2 separate regions of the Triticum aestivum genome follow, and region 2 is linked to region 1. Evidence: chromatin contacts called from public Hi-C data. All regions are on one chromosome and are shown on one strand. The core of a region is the stretch at or near the end of the contact, and the rest is flanking DNA. Distances in the headings are between cores, read along the strand shown. Region 1 holds the start of LOC123166889 (RING-H2 finger protein ATL43). Region 2 has its middle 58 kb from the start of LOC123167943.

The links. A called contact is a pair of places that touch in the nucleus more often than the background predicts.
Region 2: a contact with region 1 is called in a Hi-C map of leaf, with 5 times the contacts expected there. The contact joins the enhancer-like site here to the promoter of LOC123166889 in region 1. A contact is called at or near these places in 2 of 5 Hi-C or Micro-C datasets (leaf and an unstated tissue).

Annotation. Positions count from the first base shown.
Region 1 is chr7D:541,325,771-541,329,139 of IWGSC CS RefSeq v2.1, reverse strand. LOC123166889 (RING-H2 finger protein ATL43) reads right to left here and starts at 2,072. Exons shown (of 1, transcript XM_044584701.1): 1 at 1-2,072. The coding sequence starts at 1,586. The coding sequence ends at 381.
Region 2 is chr7D:541,539,450-541,543,144 of IWGSC CS RefSeq v2.1, reverse strand. No RefSeq gene overlaps it. Among protein-coding and RNA genes, the nearest start is that of LOC123167943, 58 kb to the left of the region's middle. Within about 2 kb of position 2,149, at least 4 of the 8 cell types and tissues checked have an H3K27ac peak or open chromatin away from gene starts, as enhancers often do. A contact at or near this core is called in leaf, where this site is marked.

The DNA.
Region 1 (3,369 bases), core at 823-3,322:
CGTGGTTCCCTCATCCCCGACCCGGCCGGCGCAAGCCGCCGAAACCTCACCAGCCGCGAGCACACACGCCGGCACTCTGTGGCTCCCATCCGCAGAGGATCCGCGGCCCGCTGCCGATCGCGGCCGCCCGTTTTCCGGAGCGGACACCGGCCTCGAGATGCGTTCGAAAGCAACATCCCCCCCTCCAGTCGCGGCTTCCGAGGCGGCCATGGCGTGGCCCGGGGTAGGGGTAGGGACGGGAGTGGCAATAATTACTGCGATGCCCATCACGTGAACCCACTGGAGTGCTTCACTGCTCCGTAATAACGTGGCCATGTGAGGGGCAGTCTCGCCAGGGAAAGAAAATGCGGATGCCTTTCTGGGGGCCCGGCAACAGCGGCCTAGGTGCTAGGGCCGTTAACGCCGGGCGGGCCCCGGGCCCACCAGCTCGAGCCCGGCCACCGACGCGCGCTCCCGGCCCGCGCTTCCGCGCCGGCGCGGATCGGAGGAAGGCGGCTCACGCCGGCGATCTCCGAGAGGCAGCGCCCGCTGATCTCGGCCCTGCCGCGGTTGCCGGAGTTGACGGCGGCCGAGCAGGAGTACCGCCCGGTCTCGGTCACCAGCATCTCCGACCGCACGAACATCAGATCGGCCGGCCGGAGGTCGCTCCACCGCTGCTTCGCTGCCGGGGCCGTCTCGTCGTCGCAGCCGCACGCGGTGCTCACCAGGATGCGGTGCCCGAACCGCCGGTCGAACGCCACGGGATCGGGCTCCGCCACCGCGGCTGCCGGCTCCACCATCAGCACCCGGTCCTTCCTCACCTTCGCGACGTCGAAGCAGCCCACCGTAGCCGCGCCACCATCGCCTCCTCCCACCTCCAGATCGGCTGACCGCCGTGACGTAGGGCCAACCCGCCCAGGCGCTCGCACTGACCCCGTCGAGTGCCGGCCGGCGATCCTTCGCCACGCCGGCGAGGGAGCAGGCGCAGGAGCCAAAGCTGCGTCCTTGCTCTTGTCCTTGACCGTAGCAACGGCAGCGGCAGCGGCAGCAGCTTTCTGCTCCGGCGGTTCGGGAGGTCCCGTCGTGGACGGCTTGGGCGGCTCGGGCAGGAGCAGCACGTCCTCCGGGTCGACGCGGGAGCGGCAGAGCGGGCACGTGGAGTGCGCGTCCAGCCACGTATCCACGCACTCGACGTGGAACCCGTGCCGGCATTTGGGCAGCAGCCGCAGCGCCTCCGTGGGCTCGAAGCGGCCGAGGCAGACGGCGCACTCGAGCCCGGCCTTCTGCCCGCGCAGCGCCCCGAAGCGGAACACCGGGAGCGACTCCACCACCGCGCGTTCCACGCCGGAGTTCCTCCGCTCACCCGCCGCCCCGCCACCGGAACCACCACCGCTGCCGTACGGGCCCGACGACTCCGCGGCGCTCCGCTTGCAGTGCTTGGCGTAGAGCAGCAGGAGGAAGGTGATGGAGAAGACGCTGGTCAGTATCCCCACGACCACCGCCACGCCCGGCTTGAACGGCGCGGCTGACGACGTGGACGGCGACGTCAGCGGCGACATGATCGCGCCGTCGTAGTCGGAGAGCAGAAGCCGCCGCGACGGCTCCATTGCCGCCACCACCACCACCACCCTCGCTGAAGCTGCGCAGAACGAGGAGATAAACAATGGCGCCGCTCCGCTGCGGCCACCACGCAGCGAGAGTGTGATCGATTTGTAAACACGCGGTAGGGGTAATAATAGCGGCGGAGACTAGAGCTCTAGTGGTAGCGGCGTCCGGCGTGCAATGGCAGCAGCCAGAGCCACTCCTACTACTAGTGGGGGCGGTGAGCGTATCTCGCGCCGGTGGGGCCGGGTGTCCAGTGAGTCATCCGGGTGCGCTGCTCCGCCGGTGAGCGTAACAGAGGCTACCCCCCTGCTGCGGCTTGTCGCGGAGCGAGCTACGCTAGAGGTAGAGCCAGAGGGAGTGGCGCTACGCTACGGCCACTGCCGCACTGACAGTTCAGTTGTGGCGGGGTGGGCCCGCACGTCAGCAGATGAATGGAGTACGTAGGCTGTGCTGTGGCGGGTTTGTTTACTCCGAGAGGGAAAACGAAATGGGGAGCAGCATGGGCTGGGGCGCAGCGACCCCTGTTTCGAGCGAGTAATGCTTATTTAAGAATCAAAGCGGGCGAGATTACTGTTCTGTCCGCGATTTAAGAGCGTCTTAATCGTACATGCCAGGGGCAGTACCGTAAACCCCTCTCGTCGTCTCCGATCGGTGGCCGTGCGCGCGGAGCGAGGGAATGAATGCCCGTGCAGGGAAAAAGGATGGGCCGCGCAGACGCGCACGCGGGCCGATTCACCGCCTCGGTCACTGACACCCCTGCCTTGATGCGCGGTGGGCCCCGCACGTCAGACCATTACGTGCAACGATCGTGGGGTTTGGCAGCGGCGCGGGAGAGATAGAGGGCGGGTTCTGGCGTTATCAAAGTTCGGGGCACGTGAGGCCTGCTCTGCTCTGCCCGACGGGCGAGATTTTGAATGTTTGCTAGGGAAAAATTTAGTTTAATTTCATGGGCGCCCCGTGCGGGCTACGAGGATCTCAGAGGCTGGACCATGTACCTATCGCCCCAGAGATTGCCCTGCGCGGCTTAATTTAGCTCGTCGGGTACGCAGGTGCGTCGTCACCTCATATAATCGTAATAAATCGACCGATTCGTGGTGGACGTTACGTGATCTGGCGGTACGATTTTTGAAAAGCGCATTTGAAAACCGCCGGGTACGTGAGGGGGCAGTACGGGGCGCTCTGCCACTGCTGGTGATATCGCCCGCGTCGGAAGAGCACTGTGCGGATCTGGATGCACAGCCACTGTGCAAGTACGCTCCTCATGATAGCCCACCATCACCATGCCAATTTGCTCACGAGTTACTACTACGAACGTACATACACGGGCCACCTCAAGCTCGATCGTCTTCTATTTACCTCAGTAAGAAGATGATGCATCTCAACGAAACCAGAGGGAAGTGATATAGGAGTTATTACGTTACATGCATGTTCAGCAATAGTTTAGCCGCTGTTGGGGCGCTGTTGCGCGACAATTTGCAGGCTGGTTTGAAGCGGCGATCGTTGGACACGTACGAAACCCGTGCGATATCGCACTGCAGGCCGCAGCGCCGGGGTTTGAGCCAGCGCGGCGGTGCAGTACGCGCCCTGCACGGCGGGAACGACATAAGTCTGTTCTCTTCTAACGTGACCAGGCGCGGGAAGGGAACCAAATGAGTGGCCCGGCTGACTGGCTCGGCTGCCGGCCGCGACAGGGCTCGGCGCGGCAGCATCTGGGAGCTCCGATCGGGTGGCGCCGGAGGCCGGAGCAGTGCGGTGGGTGACGCATGCACAGTGGCGCGGCTTGTC
Region 2 (3,695 bases), core at 900-3,399, 210 kb before region 1:
AAGTAAAAAACAAAAAAATGATAGAGAAAACACACAGAAAATAGAAACAAGAATTGCGCGGAAGGTTCTAAAACCGGTCCGTACGGTCCATAGAAGATTCCCAAAATCATGTGAATGGGTCGGCCCACTAAGGAAGAATCCTTGAGGCGCGAGGCCATCTTCTCATAATAGGCGAGACATGGCCCTAGCTTGCTGCAAGGGTGATCAAGGAGAGTAAGGGAGAGAATAGATAGTTTGGGTGATTGTGTGATTTGAAAAATGCCACTCGAATTCTGGCGATTCCAAAAAATGCCATTGCAATTTTTAAACTTTGAAAAATGCCAGTGCAAATTTTGCAAACTTTGAAAAACGTCACTATAGACATTGAAAAATGCCCCTCGAAATGGCATTTTTCAAAGTTTGAAAATTGCAGTGGCGTTTCTCGAAATCGCCAGAAGTCAAGTGGTATTTATCAAATTAACCCTTTTTTTAAAGTGTGATCGAATTGAAAAACAGCCAAAGTGCCAGAATGGCAATCCCTATCTTCTGTATTGTAATTTCTTCAGCAGACGATCCAAGTTTGTTGAGTAACTGATAACTATGCAAAGTGCATCCAACCTAAAAAAACCAAAACAATCACTATGAATAGTACTCTCTTCCTCCTGGTTTACTAGCCCTCTTCATTTTTTTGTCAAACATTAATAGTGAATTTAACCAATGAAATATAAGTATTATGTATTAAAAATAACATCAGTCGAAACTTCTTTCAACTATGAAATATAAGTATTATGTATAACTTATATTTTGTATGTATAACTTCTTTCAAAGTTTGATCCAAAATACAAAGGGTCTTATAAACTTGGACGGACAAAGTGACCCTTCGATGAAACCAAAAATAATTTTAAGATCCTAAGAGTATGCGCTCTAAACCCGCATCAAACGCCCGGGCGGCCGGCCCGGTCATTGACGGGTCAAAAATATCTGACCCAGTTGAGCGCCTCAAACGAGTTTCAAACGCCCGGGCTGACCGGCACCCTTATATCCAGCCCAAATATGGGACGGATATCTGGGCGCCCGGCGCGTCCGTCGACCCTGCTGCAGGCCATAGCGGTCCGACTTGCAGCTATTGAAGCTCCGTCCTCTCTCATCGGTGCACCCAAATGTAGTCCCACGTTGCAGGGCGAGGCGGACGTCAACCGCTTCACTGTTGTTGTGTAGGTTGTCGTTGCATAAGCGAGATAACTTGTCACAAGACTGTATTTCATTAACTGATGATTGTTCGTCAAGTGTTAAGTTCGTCTCGTTCATGTACGTCGGTACCCCTACTACAGTGACAGTAATTTTTTTGTTTTGTTCATCAAATTTTTTTCGACATAGAAGATTCATAGTAACAGTCTATCTTCTTTACAAAGGATCCGATGATGTCAGAAGCTTATCGCTTCTGCACGACCCGGTTATTTAAGCCGGTCGACTTGCTCGTCACGTGATGAGATCAGACTAATACGGGTGTGAAAGCAATTTTCGGTGTGTTCATGGCCTAGCCGGTCAAAGACGGACGTGATGATCGTCATGCATGGTGCTGCATGTACTAGGTGTTCCGGAAATAGGGTATGTGGTTGCAAATGGTAAATTCTGAGGCCCGCTCGGTTACTGTCCGCAGGCGCGTCCACAGACGTTTGAGGGCCCAGATTTGCAACATGTGGCTGTAGATGCTCTAAAAGATGAATGTGTGTACATTTTTTTTTACGTACCTTAGATATCGCTTAACGGCTCATGCTGAAGATCACGGATGGAATTTGACCAATATGTTCTTTTGGCTCGTTTAGGACTCTTTTCCGTCTGAAAAAAGAACGAAGTAGGATTATCACGGTGCATCCCACTGTGAGACGGCTCGGTGACCACATCACGCTTCAATCCGGCCAGCTCTGAATCATTGAACGAAAATGATAGATAGATAGATGACACTGAACGATCAGTGTCGTAATGGCTAGCCTCTTATCTGAACACTGCAAGGTGATGTAACGCGCGCCTCTCTCTATGCTCAATAGTGGGATCAATCAACTCAAGAATCTGGCCTATCAATCAAATAGTGTACCACACAGAGACGGTCTTCGAAGGAACAGTGGGGTTCATGATTCGTGCTATAGGTACCTCAGTCAACACGCCCACTTCTGAACGCCGTCGTCGGTGGTCCTCCTCCTCCGAGTCACCGTCATTCGCACCCCTCAACCATCACATCGCCAGATCGGTCGAAGTTAAGCCAAACATGCATCTCCAAACGGCTGGTCGTTGGACGGAGCAACGCACATAAATGACAATGATATGATGTGACGATTCCATCGGTGAATGAATAAATATGATCTACCCGAACAGAATCAGATGACCTGTTTTGTTCTGAAACTCCACCTGAATGAAGGGTGCGAAAGTGCACTGCCTTCGTAATAGCTATGCATGTGGATTAACCACGTACTACTCCAAAACAACGGCAACTGGCAAGCCAAGTTGCAATTGCTTTTTTTAAAAGAAAAAACAAGGGTACATAGAAACACATTGCACAGGCTTCCAGCGGCGATTGATTGCTCGTCACGAGAACCATGTCGGCACTAGTACAGGTGCACAACACCTCTCTGGCAGCGAGCCCAGAGTTCCCTGTCTACTGAAAATAAAAAGTGGCCCTGCTTCGTGCAGAGCATACAAAAAGTACGACACATGCAGTGGTAGCAGGTAGCCTCTGCGTACTCCCGATGCCGTATCGATCGGCCATCATCAAGGCTTTGTCACGAGGAGAGCAGCTGTGGCGGAATGATGACGGACCTCCCGCACGGCACGAACCTCCTTTTTTCTGAGAAAGAAAGAAACTTGTACAGTAGAATGATGAGCAGACTCCTTGTCATCCATCACGGACGGGGATCATCGCAGCGTCGCGGATGCGCGCAAGATCGCCACCGCGCAACACGTACGCGTGCTAGGTGCAGCGCTTGCGCTGCAGTACGTGCGGGCTCGTGACTCCGGGCCAGCGCCGCCTAGTCGAGCCAAACGTGGAGACGCGCCTGGACGACTGCTACACGCCCACACCCACACCCACAGGCACAGCGGAGAGGCGAGGGCCCCGAGCTGAGCTCAGCGAGCTGATCACAGCATGTCGCCGTGTCAGGTACTCACGGCGAGGCGGGCAAGCGTCCACTAGCTCAGCTCTCTTTTTTTTCTTGAAAAAGAGAGCACCCTGTTCGATTTCATTCAAGGGAAATCACAGCGTTTTGATTACAGCTAAGGAAAACAACAGAAAACTAAGGGCCTGTTCGGCAGCCCTCTACTCCTCTCTTCTCAACTCGCTGCTCCACGTAGACGCAGAGCGTCAGTTCGGCCACTCCGAGAAAATGGCCTGCTGGCGGCTCTGCTCCGCTTCGAGGAAAGCGTGAAGCTGACGTGTTCGGTGCCACACTGGCCGCTCCAGGAGCGGTGTTGCGGAGCCGAGGGCTGCCGAACAGGCTCTAAAAACAGCCACGATGCATGACCACTGTGAGAAGAAGGAGCCATCCCTCCCCCCTTCCAGCGATCACCTAGGACGCGTTTGGTTGGTCGCATTAGCCTCAGCCAGGCCTGAGCGGGAAGAAAAACACCCATTTGGTTACCCACATTCACTATTGGGCCTGCATAGCACGAAGATTAAAGCACCTCTGGGCCTGCATCCCTGGGAACGCTCAAATCGGCCATTT